2 separate regions of the Mus musculus genome follow, and region 2 is linked to region 1. The links are chromatin contacts, called in public promoter capture Hi-C maps. All regions are on one chromosome and are shown on one strand. Each heading gives the region's core, a stretch centred on a gene start, on an enhancer-like site or on the middle of the called end of the contact. The rest is flanking DNA. Distances are from core to core; before and after follow the strand shown. Region 1 holds the start of Plag1 (pleiomorphic adenoma gene 1). Region 2 holds the start of Rab2a (RAB2A, member RAS oncogene family).

Region 1 (7,290 bases), core at 1,817-4,316:
TTTTTGTAAGTAGTGATGGAATTCTGAAATCTTTGGACACAAGATTATGGTGGGGAGGGGTCATCTTCTTCATTGAGACTTTAATCTCTTTCCAAGCATCAGGATTTCACAGGGATTTGTGCCCCTGTGCTTTCCTTAGTGACTTCTTAGAAAGCTGTAGTTGTTCCCAAAGTGGGAAACCACAAGATGATGTGCTCACAGGTCACTGATACTGTTTTCATGTAGGTATGGACAGAAAGTGCTGAGAAAAGTCAGTTAGAAACAGGAACTAACACACAATGGATTGTCACAAAATAATTTTTATGCAGTATGGCAAAAGAGAACACTACCTAAGAAGTCTAAAAACTCAGTTCTTACTTTGGTCCATTTCTATAAATTGTAAAAACAAAGCAAAATAGAGATTTATTTCCCAAACTCTATATGGCTGTGGAAACTGAATATAAGTAGTTTCCATCCCAGATTAGTTGTAATCTTAAATACTGTACAGTTAACAATGTACACATTTTACCTTTTGAAAATACTGCGGACATCTAAGACACAAGAGCAGACACAAGAGCAGATAGGAGCTAACGATTAGCAAACATTTCCTGGTAAACACAAATCATTTCAGCGGAAAAGATACAAATCCATAGGTTTCAGGATATCCAAGCATTTTCATTTTCAAAGTGCAAAGTTATAACATATGCATAGGATGGACTATATATAATTTTGAAATATATATATAAACTTTTCCATGGTCTTCATGAGAGCCACTCCCGCCTCCCCAGAAATGTCTACTGTTTACAATGTTAAGGAGTCTCCACCACTTTGCCTGTAAGTTTCAACCAGAAGTCCTCAGTGTACCTGAAGCCAAACTGAGCATTAGGTATTTTACAAAATGGCTGTAAACCCCCATTATGGGCATACATGGCTCTTTGATCTCACTGCACAGAATTCATAAGTGTTCAATAATGCTATACCATTACACCACACACCTTCAACTTTTTCCATTTTTCCACAATTCTTTCCAAAATCAGCTTCCAGAGCAAAGCAATGTAACATGAAAAGTTTCTGGGAGGGCTTGTTACATAAAAGAACAGCGTGGATGAAAACTAAGCCACACACACATCCATCTTCTGCTGGGCTTGTTTATCCCTCCTCTCCCTCCATCACTCCTAAACGGGGGGTGCACTTGAGTAATGGAAAGAGAAGGCTCTTCCATCACCACACACTTCCAGCACCTCTGACTTTGGTCCTCTGTAAGTCTGCATAGGTGATGAAAACCCTAAGAAAAGAGAAGCTGTCCCTTTAAAATGCCCTGCTCTGTCCCAGATCCCACGTGGAACCAACATCAGCAGCACTTTCCCACTAACATCAATGTGATGCAAGAGGCACCATCCTTTTATATACATAAAACCAGAAAACTTCAGTCCAACATTCCTTAGTGAGGGCGAACAGGTGAAGCAAACGAGCCAGGAAGGGAGAAACCAAACAACTCCCCACCCCTCCCCAGAAGGTTCGCCAGTCTTGCCCTCCAGTCTCTCTGGGCAACAGCACCTTTCCACCCCTCCTCTGGAGAGCCCAGCTTAAAGAAAGGAGGGAGCCACTAACAAAACCCGAGGCATAAATGCGACGAAAATGCAATCTAAAGCCGGAAAGGTTTATTCTTCCAATCACACATATTAACTCTATTAAGAAAATGGCATCACTTTTTTTCCTACCCCAAAAAGCAACCTCCTCACAGATCATTAAAAGGGAGTTATAAAATAGCAAATATAGTGTTTATCTTATCTCAGATCAGTCCACATTACCAATAAGTTTAGTAGTTTCTGCACTACCACCTCCCCCTCCCTCCCCCTGCTTCTCTTGCATTGGATTTTCACGTTTTCTCATTGTCGGTGGAGTTATAAAAGGCTTTTGCCCTTCGAAAGTTTTAAAAAATAAATAAATATTAACTCCTTGGTCCCTGCAAAGTCCAAATGGACTTCAGGGGAAAGGCGGTTCACACTTTTACCTTTGGCGAGAAAGGGGGGCGCATCCCGGATTTTTAGGGATTTTTTGCGATTTTTTAACAATTTTTATTTGGTTATATGCCTGAGTTCTCCCTCCATTTTGGTTGTTTATGATACTGACAACAAGCTGTCCCTGCTCCGTCCCGATCTCCTGCTTTCATTTAGCACCCCCTCCCCCTACGCCCCCGTCGCCACCCGGCTGGGTCCGGCGCCCCGCGGACCCCGCACCCCGACTCGGCTCTCCCACCTGGGCAGGAGGGCAAAAACAAATGCATTTCTCCAGAAAAGAAAAACCTCTTCGGAAAAGGGGGCAAAGTTACCCCAAGTCACTCCCAGTACCCCCCAAATATTGCCGACCGCGGGTCTCCGCCAGGCCCTCTGGGAAGCGACCTTCCCCCGGGATGTTTTGGTGGAAAACGCGGAGAGTTTCCTCTCAAAACCGAATTTATATTAATTTTTCCCTTATTTTTCGGGTCTCTAATGTCTTCCGCTCTCTCTGCTGCCGCTGCCGCTGTCACAATATTCACAGCACCAGAGAGGAGGAGGAGGAGGAGGAGGAAAACTTTTCAAACTTTCCAGACCCTGAATAAAAGGGTTTTTTTTTTCCCACCGACCTCACCTTCGGGTCCCCAGTCGCGTCGCCCCCTGCCCTGTCAGCAGCGACCTCGGGAGTCCTTGCAGCCCCGCCGCACGATTTTATTTGATTTTTTATTATTATTTTTCTCTCTGGGGTCCTGAGCAGGGGCTGGGAGTAGCACAAACTTTTCCTCCTCCTGCCGCCGCCGCGGCTCCTCTGCCCCCTCGGCTAGTCCCATAATTTAAATAACCCTGATATTCCTCCCGCTAAACGCCTCCCCGCCGCCCCGGACCCCCGGAGAACTCACCGCGGAGCTTTAACATCCTCCCTCCGGCCCGTCCGCCGCCTTTACACCGCCCGCGGAATTTCTAATAATTTTTTTCTCATATTTCGGGCTGGACGCGGCGGGCCTGGAAATTGTTTCCTTACGCCTCTTTCCAGCAGCCATTGTAGTGTATGCGCTGCCCCTGCAGCTCAACTTGCAGCTGCCGCCGCCGCCGCCGCCGCCGCCGCAGCCGCCGACGTCGCGCCCACCGCCGCCTCCTACCCCCCCCCACCCCCCCCCCCGCCCGCTCGGCCGCCGCCCCCGCCCCCGCCCCGCGCCCGCCCGCCGGCCCGCCCTGGCCCCCGCCCGCCGAGGTGCCCGCCCTCCTCACGCTCCGCCCAGGGCCTGGCCAGTCCGAGCGGCCGCCGCCGGGTCCAGATGAGCTCATTGGTTGACGTGGCTGCCCATCAGGCCGAAGTGGTAAGAGCGATGCTGAAGGGCGGGGGGCGCGGTGGGGCGGGGAGAAGGCGGGGTCTCACGCCGTCCCACCCGCTCCTCCTGCTTGAGCCCTCCTCCCGCTGCCCGGGGGCGGAGCGAACTGAGCCCGCCCCAACCTCACAGAGTTCCGCGCGCCTGTCAATCTGGCAGCGGCGTGCGTGGATTGGACAAGCTGGAACGGGGGGCGCGGGGGCAGCACGTTGGGGTGCGCGCTACTTAAGGTCCTGCTGCGTGAGCCACTGACGTGTTTGGAACTGCAGCCGGCCCGGGTGCTGGCTGAGTGGTGGCCTGTGGTGAGTGGTCTCCGGCCCCTCCCTCCCTGGACAGCAGGCCCGGGACAGCACTGCGCCGAGGGCAGACCCTAGTTCGTGGCGCCAAACCCTCCGCGGCGCGGCATGCTCCTGCCGCTACTCACGCCACGCGATTCGTCCGGCCGGGGCAGCGGAAGGTGACCCCATGCAGGTCTGGGCACCCCGGATTGTGTCACTCCCCTCCTTGCCCTCCCCAGGTCCCCGCTCTACGCCGCCCCCTTCCTTCCCAGCCCCTTTTGTGGTGTTTACCTGTGCCCGCCCTCCACCGTCCGATTCTGCGGCGCGGCACCTCGGAAGGCGGTGCGGTCCGGGAGTTACATTCTTGGAGATTCGTCTCCGACCTCTCAGATCCCTGTGATGTGTACTTTGACATTTTGTCCCTGGTACTCTGTACCCAGGTTTATGGTGTGCTGTATTTCTGTTTCCGGATTTAACACTCACAGACCAGACTCTGAGAAGCCTGGGGGGCCTGGACTTGTTCAGTAACGTGCCCTTCCCCCACTGCGGATCAAAGCTGCGAAGAGTGGGAAATCAGGAACTTTTTTGGTAAGCAGTTTGCCCTTTAGAGTAGATTTTAGCACTATTTCTCAGATGTGCTGTAGGTTTGCAGTCTTCCCTCAGGCTGGTTTTCTTTCTGAATGTCATCTTGGAAGTAGTACAGTGTTGTAACAGTTGTTCACTCCTGCACCTTCAAAAAGTAAACAGATAAGGCCTCTTTAGCAGGGCACTCCATCTTGTCCTTCAGCCACACTCCTCCATGTAAATTGACATTTCCTCTTCCTTTTCTGTTAACACAGGAATTCATACGAAGGAGGTGACATTAGGAAAACCATGTTTATAGTGCATTTAGTATCCAGAATAAAAAGCAGTAAAACGGGAATAGCCTGAAGCAGCAAATTTGATGCCTGTTTTGTGTGGATACTTTTTAAAAGAATTTCTGGCTGATGATAATGAAACAACAGAATCTCATGATCAGGACGCAGTGTGAATTGTGTTCGTATCAGATTGTCGAGATTATTATATGCATGAACGATCAAGCGGAGCTCTGTGGGAGACATGAAGAGAAGACTGTAGATTTTCTTAGTTCTGGTATTCTCTCAGGAAGAGGCAGTCTTGTAAACTATCTTCCGAAGAGGAAAGGCTTCTAGAGATAGTTGGACTTTGTACTGAGTGCCCTTCCTGTCAAGACGCTTCTACTGGCTGGGTATTTTCAATGAAGTTCATGGCATAAATGATTATTTGGTGATTACTGAAAGTTAAAGGACTCAGAGTAATCAGATTCTATCTCCGGGAAAAGTTGGGCTCCTTTAGCTTAGACATCCCGATCTTTACCAGAATGGAAGAAGTTGGACTGGATGGCCATTGATTCAGAATATGTTCACTTCTTAAGAGTTTATGGGCTTGAATTACTTTTCTGGAATATACATTATTTTGTTTAACATTGTTTTTGGTGACATTTCATACAAAACGTTGGACTTCTCTGAAAAGGCCCATGCATGTTTGTTTTGTTCTGTTTTTTAATTCAGTAGAGTTGTGTACTTCATACTGCCTTATTTCTCTGGCATCTGCTTTGATTTTTCGGTAGAAAAGTGATTAAACTAGAGTAGCATTTGGGTGTGTAAGCCAGATCAGCCCCTTAAGCTAAGTAGAGGACGTTTTTTCAAAGATGGTGGGTGGCTCATCAATACCTTATCGATATATTGAGATAAATGAAGCCCTTTCTCAAATAATTGTGACTTGTGTTTTTTTTTTTTTTTTTTTTTTTTTTAACCTCTTCCCCTGCAAGAGAATTGTACAGTTTCATTTGAACTGGGATTTGAAGAGCAGTTGTACTTGACCATGACTGATTGGCTGACTTCATAAAGTGTATGACTTGACTTCCAATAGCTAATTGGCTCTTAGGGTAATGTGATGTCTTTAATGGATAAAACCTTTGCAAAGCTGTATTTTTAAGACTCAAATTGGAAAATTACTGAGCCACAGTAGCATTCTCTGACCTCCTTCAACCCATGGAAAGTATTAATCTACATAGAAGGTAGAAAGGGAATTGAAAAATTCATTCATTGTTTTTTTAACTATGGCTTTTTAGAATGTTAAGTAAGCAGTAACTTGACTTTTGTTTGTGTGTGTTTCATTGTTTCCTATAGAGTACCTTCTACTTTGAAAATTAAATTTTGTGGGTAAATTAAATTAAAAGTACTTGTGGGGCTGATGACATTTTCTGGTCATTTCCTTCTGACCTGTTTTTCTGTCGCCTGCCTTCAGTAAGAAGACAAGATGCCCATGGTCACTCGGCGGCTGAGAGATCCTGACATAAACCCTTGCTTGTCGGTAGGGTGCTTTGCTTTTCATTGTCATGAGGGTTAACTTGGAAAAACCAATATTAATTTTGTGGGTATCTGTCCTAAGCAGTTATTGAATAAAATATTTTTCTGTGAAAAAGATATTCCTGGCCAGTGTATTTTATTTCACTATAACACTTAAAAATGACCAAAATGTGCCTAACAAAGACTCTGTTCTTCAATTCTGCTTAACTGTGGAATAAACAGGGTTTGGTTGTCACTGTAAAACTTGTATATGTAGCACTAAGGAAAGTCCTTAGTCTACACATGGGACAGTACAGCAAATTTACAACCAATGGTTTTCATCACAGCAATTATTTAATCTGCCTTTGAGACAGCCTGGCTTGAGTCATGGGTTCACAGTAGGATTAGCTTATGTTAAGCTCAATGGTTTTCACAAAGGTATCTTATAGACAGCATTGTGTTGCAAAAATAAGTTTTTGTTGACATTAATTGGATATAGCTTGCAACACTTTGTTGTGGCTTTGCCATTCCTGAGAAATACAATGTAAATACTATATTGTTGCTATGAGGAATATTAATCCACCATCCTTTATGGGGTTTTCAAAAATACACATTACACAGTATACATCCATTGGTTTATATCATCTGTTTCCAGCATTAAGTATTGTTTAGGCAAGATAGTTTTTTTAGGCCTGTGAAGCAGATTCCCTGCGTATTTGAAACTTTATTTTAGATAACTTCTCATAGTCCTACCTTTCACTTTGAAGCTTGTTGTACAATCTGCTTCTAGTTCAGGCAGCTTAAGTTTAATTACCAGTAGTACCTACTTCATTTTAAACTCATGGCCTTGTGCTGCTTTCTTTTTGAAGTCACATTAATGATAACTATTAAAGCTGCCTGTGTAATAGTATGCTTGCATAACGGAGTGAATGAATGATAGCCAAAAGTGCACCAAGATGGGTGCTGTTAATTTAGGTTGCCTTGATGTAGATCATTTACTTGTGTAATTTACTTGGAACCTCAAACCAAGCGTTAAGATCAAAACATCTAGTCAAACTGAGATCTAGGGAAAGCCAGGAGAGCTGCACTGAGCTGTGGGAGGCTGGTTTCTGCTGCTTGCAGTGTAGCCATGCTCAGAGCTCCTGATACCTTACTTCAGCTCCTGGAACAAATGACCATGATCAGGGCTTTGACTCAAACTCATGTGATCAGATGCTTAGAAAACTGGCCCAGACTGGGCAAAAAAGATGTCTTTTTTAAGTTGAGTGATTTCTGGAGTAGTTGGCTATTATTTTTATAAGTCTTCCCACCACCATGCACAAAAATAAGCCATTTGATATCT
Region 2 (7,290 bases), core at 2,383-4,882, 4.6 Mb after region 1:
GAAGACAGGGTAAGAAAAAAATTATAGTCTTCCATATTTCTTCCTAGTCTACATTCCTCCCTCCTTTCTCAGCATCCTGAGGGTATTCAAAATCAGAGGAAAATTTTGGGTTGGGACCCTAAATACAAAATTCTAACATAGCATTATATTTTTAAATGTTAAAGAGAACTTGAACAAGGAGTTATTTAAAAAAAACATAGTCATAATAGTCCTTAAATCTCACAGTTTCCAACCATCAAGCCACCAGATATGGTGTAAAACTGAGAGAAGAGATGACTGGGGCTCATTCCTAAGAGCACAGAAGTAGCTGAAAATCAAAACCAATGGAAAATTCCAGAAGGTCTACTAACACTTAGTCTGGGGATTTTAATTGAAAAAATACATTTGGCTTTTAGCGGCTAAATAAAATGTCTTAAATGACATGTATTTATATCCCCACTACAAGAAAATTTAAGGTAACATATATGATTGGAGAAAATAAAACAAAGTGTTATAAATGTCAGAAAAGAGAAACGTAAAAGGAAGGCTGCCTCCCGCTTTGAGCCTGGGGTCTTGCTGTGTCGCTCACACTGGCCTCCAATCCATGCTTGCTCCCCAGTCAGTGTGCTGGAACTACAGATGGGTACCCCCTGAGCAGCTCCGGGGCTGGCTTTAAACATGAACTGATACAGTGGTTAGACTTTTATTTCCCTAAAGTAATTTTTAGAGAGTATGCAGTACTTAAGAATTTTATATCTTTATTTTTAAAAACCGAGGCTCAGCAGTTATGAAATCTTGCTGGTTTTCCAGAGAGGACTCAAGTTTGGCTTCCATGTCCCGCATCAGGAAGCTCACGGCATTCTGAAACTTCAGCTCCTATGAGCCCTCAAACACATGATATATAGACACACACATACATATAAATAAAAATAGTAACATAAATCTTTAAAATCCTTACTTTGCTTGGGATGGAACCTCGGGGCTTTAGTCCTTCCGGGGACAGTACTGCAATACTGAGCAGCAACCTTCAGCTTTATTTTTTTATAATGTTTACAATATTTAATTTTTTTCTTCTATATGTTGTTTCTTACTTTTCAGTTTGTGTTTCGTGTGTCCGCACGTGCATGTGTGTCCCAGCGCGTGTGCATCTGCGTCAGGAGTCAGAGATCAGCACTGGCTATCTTCCTCACTGGCTCTTTACCTAGGGTTTTGAGGCACGGTCTCTCCGTGAATCTGGAGCTTACTAATTCAGCTGTCTGTACTCCCTGATCTGTAAGATCCGCCTGTGTCCACCTCTCCAGTGATGGGCATCCACACTTAAGCCCTCATGCTTGCACAGTAAGCCTTCTACTGAGCCTTATCTCCAGCCAATACACTGAATCTGCAAAGCACCTACCACCCTCATCTGAGGCTCAGAGGAAGATATGAAAATCAAGTGCTTGGACTGGTGAGACCGCTCAGCAGATAGACACCTGCTACCAGGCTTGGCAATCTGCATTTGACCCCTGGGACCCAAGTGTTTTGGGAGAGTCCAATTCCAAGAAGTTGTACGCTGGCCTGGTAGAGGGCCATAGCACACACATGCCCACTCTCTTGGATGTACACAACAATCTAGCAAAAAACTCAGAAATAAAGAAAATCAGGTCCCCACTCACACTTGATCGTACTGCTGTGGTGCAGTGGCCTCTGCAATCTTTGCGCACTAAAAGAGAGCAGCCCCGTACAGGAACACGAACCTGGGACACCTGTATAGCCCTGGTATCTTCACGGTGGGGGGGGGGGGTAGGATTACTACCTTAACTGGTACATTTACATCTGGAGATTGGACAGACAAACAGCCAAGCACATTCCAATGTAAAGCAGCCCTCCTAAATGACCAACTTCAGCCTTGTACAGATCCATACACTGAAAGGCAAGAACAATTTGTCACAACCATCCAATCAGGACAGAGTCAAGACCAGAAGCCAGGTTTCCTAAGCTCTTTATACCACCACATTGCCTCTAGCACTGTGTATATATGGCTGTGAGGTTTTTTCTGTGTACCTCTTTCCCTTCATAATTTCCCTGTGTCTCCTGTATAGAGTTCTATATGTGTATATCTCAGCACACAAGGCCTTGCATGGCCTGCCACAACTTCTCTGGCTAGCTGTCTGCTCTAGGGACTGTTCTTGATTACAAAGGAGGCTAGGCTCCTACAGTCTACAGAGTTGTCCTTCGGGAGCTGAGATAGTAAAGACCACACTCTGAGAGTAAGGACCCGAGTTTCTGAACAGACACCCAGAAAAGATGACTTGAGTGAAGTCCCTTAGGCAAAACAGCCTCAAGCCTGAAGCACCCGGGGAAGGTCCCAAAGACCAGTGAACCCCATTTTTTTCAGTTGCTTTTCACATCAAGTTCCTGAGCCTTTAGCAAACCACCTCCCTAGTAATGAAGAAAAACCTAGTGAGGTCCTGCTTGTCAGTTGTGCAAATGAAGTAGCAACCAACTTCAGTCATCCTAGCATGGTACCATCAACTATAATCACAGAATGGTTGATTCCCAAGGGAAGGGATGACAGTCAGCAGGAGGCTGGCCACGAAAGCCACAAAAGCCCACTCATTCCTCCTCCAGCAACAGAAGAGAGATGGAAGCATTAAATCAGCTTCCTTACACAACTCTTAAATTTCCTGAACAGATCCACGAACATCATTCTGCTATATTCTCTCTGTTTCTCTGTCTCTCTCACTTTGTGTGTGTGTTTCTCCTTCTATTGTGGTTTCCAGAGAATGAACTCAAGACAGGCTTGCATGGCAAGTGCTTTTATCTGTACATTTTGGGGACACACTTTTTTTTAGATAGGGTCTCATGCTTGACCCCTCAGTGTTGTAAAGAATGACCCAGAATTCCTGATCCTCCTGCCTCTATCTCCCAAGTGCTGAGATTATAAATGCATGGCTTACTTGTAGTAACCTTTGTCCTTTTGATAGTCACTTTCTTGTAAGTGGGCTCTCTAGAAAACTGTTTCAGATAGTAAACTAACTCTGTCCTCCACCTTCTTTAAAATCTGGGCTTTTAAAGAACTGGGTTTGCCTCTAGTTGGCAGCACTGGCAATATATACAGAATATATTCAAAGGCAAAAGTACCTTCAAACTGCATGCACACACATATGTTTTTTACTAATTCCATCATGTCATACCAGGTATTTCCTTTCATGTTGCTTCTGTATTTATTTCAGTTTTTCGTACAATACATACACAAAACATGATTAAGCCATATATTGTACACATTACACCTATACACAACATTGCACTTAGAATCCTGGTCTGATAAACAGCATGCAAATGTATATTTACTTCAATATTTATACAGTTGGGTTTTTTTTTACATCTTTTTAAGAGCGACATAACAGCATTATAGGGACATACCACGATTACACACACACACACACACACACACACACACACACACACACACACACACACACAGAGAGAGAGAGAGGGCGGCGACTGAACCTAGCAGGCTCCGTTTCCTCGCGACTCCCCGAGCCCCGGCCTGGTAGGCGGGGCTCCGGGGTAGGCGGGACTCCGACCGGAGGGCGCGGCCGCGGCTCCTCCCCTCTCCTCCGGCGGCGCAGGCGGCGGCAGCACTTCCGGGTCGGCGCGGAGGCGGGGCGGAGGCGCCGCGGCTGTTATTGTTCCGAAGGGCTGGGCCGCTGTGCTCCGCGCTCGGCGCTGTCAGTTCGTCCCGCTGCCCCTCGGCCTTTGCTGCTGGCTCTGACGGCGACCGACGGCGGGCGGGGCCCGGGTTCGCGGCCGAGCGGCGCCGGTGAGGGCGCGGAGGAGGCGCACAGCGGGAGGAGGAGCCGTGAGCCTGGCACGGAGCGGCCGCGGCCATGGCGTACGCCTATCTCTTCAAGTACATCATCATCGGCGACACAGGTGAGGCCGGCGGCGGGCCGGGGGCGACCGGGGCGGGCAGGCGGGGCAAACGGCGGCGGCGGCGCCGAGCGGCGCGGGTCGGGGGCGCAGCGCCTCCCTTCCTCCCATCCTCCCTCGGTCCCCTGGCCGCCGCTCCATTTCCGCAGTGCTGGCGCTGGTGACGTGGGCGCTGCGAGCGGCCGCGGCCTGCCTGGGCCTTCCTTCCCTGCTCCGCCCGGGCCCGCTGCAGCCAGGCCCGCGGCAGCCGTTTGCCACTTCCCGGAGAGTGTGACAGCAGCACGGCCGTCCCCGGGGGGCCCCCGCCTCGACTGTCTCCGCGGCCCGGGGAGAGAGAGGGAAGTCGAACGAATTGGAGCGTGACGGGCCCCGGTCCAGATTTTTCTCCCTGGTCCCACCTCCCCGACCTGCACGCTTCCGTCTAGGCCCTGGCAAGGCGCACCCTGAAGTGGGACAGCCTTTTGGGGAGGAAAAAAAAAAATTAAAAAAGGAAAAGAAAAAAACCTAAATTTTTTTGGAAATATCCTCAATCTCCAAGTCCGAATAAGTGAGATCACATGACTCGATGGCAGGGCAATTCTTCTCGGGATCATTAAAGCACCATTGAGCTCTGGCGACTTTTGCCACGTGTATGCTGGCATTATTTGACTTGATAGTAATGCAAGGCAGGTCAGTGGGCTGGGTGTGAGCATACTGTGGGTATGCTGACTTACTACTGATTTTTTTTTCTTTTTTTTCGGTTTTGTCAAGTCCAGGATCACAACTGTTAATTTTCAGGTGACCTCGTGTACATTTGTAGCAAAAAAAAAAAGGAAAAAAAAGTTCCCACTTAAAAATAGCATCCTCATAAGTTTCTGAAGCAAATAAGCAAGCTGTTCATGAAATACTTTGAATACCTGCGATTTGGGCCATATTTCGAATCTAATAATAAACGTAAAGCTTATTTAGGTGTTAAAACTATTAATACACTAGAGTCTGATTTCAGTGGTGAGTGTTGCACAACCTGGACCCCTTACACAACTTTGTAAATGTAGAAGCATCTTGAGGTTGCCCTATGATGTAGCAGGTTCTATAAGTAACTCTGGAAGTATGTTGATTGCTACCTAACACAAACTTCCTGCAGTTAATACAGTTTTTCAGCCGTGTGTGTGTGTGTGTGTGTGTGTGTGTGTAAGGAAACTGGATGGTTTTCTATGCAAGGTACTGGATAAAGCCATATTTTGTAAACTGGAAAAGTGGTATCTAAAATAAAAGCACTGAGTTATTTTAAAAAAAAAAAAAAAAAAAAACAAGTAAAATTGGAGATGTCAGACTAACTACAGTGTGCCTGGGTGTGTGAAACAGGAATAACTGACCACTTGGTTGTCCCAGCAGCAGCACAATTTAGATTGAGTATTTGCAGGGTATCGTGTTTTTATTAGTATTTAGTAATGTGCAGGGAATACTGGGAGGACAGATACTAACTAGCTGACGCTCTGTTCTCAGGAAATGGTCCCCATCCGTAAACAGTCCCTGTGGTTTGAAGGGAAGACACTCCTTTCTTGGCATTCTGGTGTGACCTAGTTCTGGCCTTTGACTGCTCACTGGGCTGTAGATAGCACTTGGTCCACACTCCAGTTCAACTAGTATAGCTTAGCCTCAGTTTCATCTGAACTACTCTGTCAAGCTCTTGCTTTAGTTTGGTCCTCAGTGAACTAAAGTACCTCCTGCTCTTGTAGCATTCTTTCCTACTGCATCACCTTGCTGTTGCCTGTGAGCCCAATAGCTGGCTTCTGAGGCTTCCTTGCTCCCTCCTCCTCCCTCTGTTTGGCCTGCCTTCTGCCATTATCATTCCCTAAGAAATGTTGTTAATCTTTTAATTAAAGCCTTGCCCCGGCCTTCCATAATGCCTGCAGAATCAACATATCTTGACCTCTTATATATGCCAGTATTCACCTGGTACCTTGGTTAGAAGTAACTGCTTATTTTCTGGATTATATTTCTCAATTTATATAGTTTTCCTGGTGTTTATTCCAGACTTATTTTATAGGTATTTGTGTAGGCATCTGCATTTGCTTACGTAGTTCTTGGGGGTAGAAAAGGTGTTCTGTATGCTTTAGGATGGACCCAGTCAAAGGTAGGTCTCATGTAGTTAATTAATCAGGAGCCGAATGGACTGTATTTCTACTACACACATTAATCATTTCAAAGTTTAATCCCAAATCTACTAGTTTTTTGCTTAGTGCTTTTGCTTGAAAAGGGCTATCATTTTATTTCATAGAGAGTACACTAGCAGGCATAATGTGATTTATAAAGTGGAAAGTGTTTCTGCTTTGAACAAGCCTAGTCTAGTAATATAAGCGCATAATTATTAACAGAAAAAGCCTATTTCAGGAACCTAACATGTCTGTCAGTTTTTAACTTCATAATCAGTCCTCCTGTCCCTCATCAGATACACACATTCACAAGCCAATTGTGTTTACTCGCAGTTAAAATGCCCTTTTTTCTTTTGCCTAGATTGTGGTAAACCTGCCTTTCCTTCCCTGCTGGAGTAGAGTGGTCTTTCTTGCCCCATTCCCCATTCTCTGTTCCTCCACTGTCTTCTCACTCCACCAGCATTTTAAATGATCCTTGTTATTAGGAAGGCTTTTCTTCTCACTGTTGGCTGAAACGTTTGTGTGCCTTGAAGGGAGGTTCTTACTAGGGAGGTGACATTTGAACTGAAATTAAATAAGAGCACAGAGTAGGTGACCTAGCTTAGAGGCTTGAGAACTAATCACAAATAATCCTCTTTGTCCGAGATTTTATTATTTGAACTGTTGAAATTATGAAGTCTTAAATTTAAAAATTTTTATGTGTGTGCATGAGTGCCTGCATATAATGTGTGTGATAATGATGATGATGATTGTGTGTGTGTGTGTGTGTGTTTATACCATGTACATGCCTGATGTCTGCAGAGACCAGAAGAGGGTGTCACATGAGGTCACCTGGAACTAGAGTTGAGCCACTGTGTATGGCTGTTGGGAGCTAACTCCATGATTTCTGACAGGGCAGGAAGTGCCCTTAACCACTGAGCCGTCTCTCAAGGCACCAAAGTAAGGAATCTTGTAGGGGAGAAAAAAGCCTCAAAATATTAATACATTTATAAATAAGCTCCCAGTCTGAGAAACTCCTTCTCAGAGTTCCTTACTTGTCTTCACACTCCTGCTTTGATATCAGGGTTTGATGGATGTACCATAGGTCAGACAATTGCAGAGCAAAATTACAGCTCATGCACCCCAAAATGCAAGGTCTTATTTATTTGGTGAAAATTGTTTTGGTGCAACTGGTTCACATGTAAAACTGTTGACACCTGGGGATCTGACAGAGCTGCCCTTCTGGAATGAAGTGGGTGGTGACCTTTAGTGAACAGGAAAA

What was found. Promoter capture Hi-C pulls out the DNA fragments that hold promoters and counts their contacts.
Region 2: a promoter capture Hi-C map of pre-B cells shows a contact between it and region 1. The contact joins the promoter of Rab2a here to the promoter of Plag1 in region 1. A contact is called at or near these places in 2 of 39 promoter capture datasets (cranial neural crest and pre-B cells).

Annotation. Positions count from the first base shown.
Region 1 is chr4:3,935,339-3,942,628 of GRCm38.p6, forward strand. It overlaps Plag1 (pleiomorphic adenoma gene 1), which reads right to left and starts at 3,067. Exons shown (of 6, transcript NM_019969.3): 1 at 2,876-3,067. Chchd7 (coiled-coil-helix-coiled-coil-helix domain containing 7) reads left to right here and starts at 3,550. Exons shown (of 5, transcript NM_181391.4): 1 at 3,550-3,793; 2 at 4,041-4,188; 3 at 5,908-5,973. The coding sequence starts at 5,920.
Region 2 is chr4:8,532,012-8,539,301 of GRCm38.p6, forward strand. Rab2a (RAB2A, member RAS oncogene family) reads left to right here and starts at 3,633. Exons shown (of 8, transcript NM_021518.3): 1 at 3,633-3,897. The coding sequence starts at 3,852.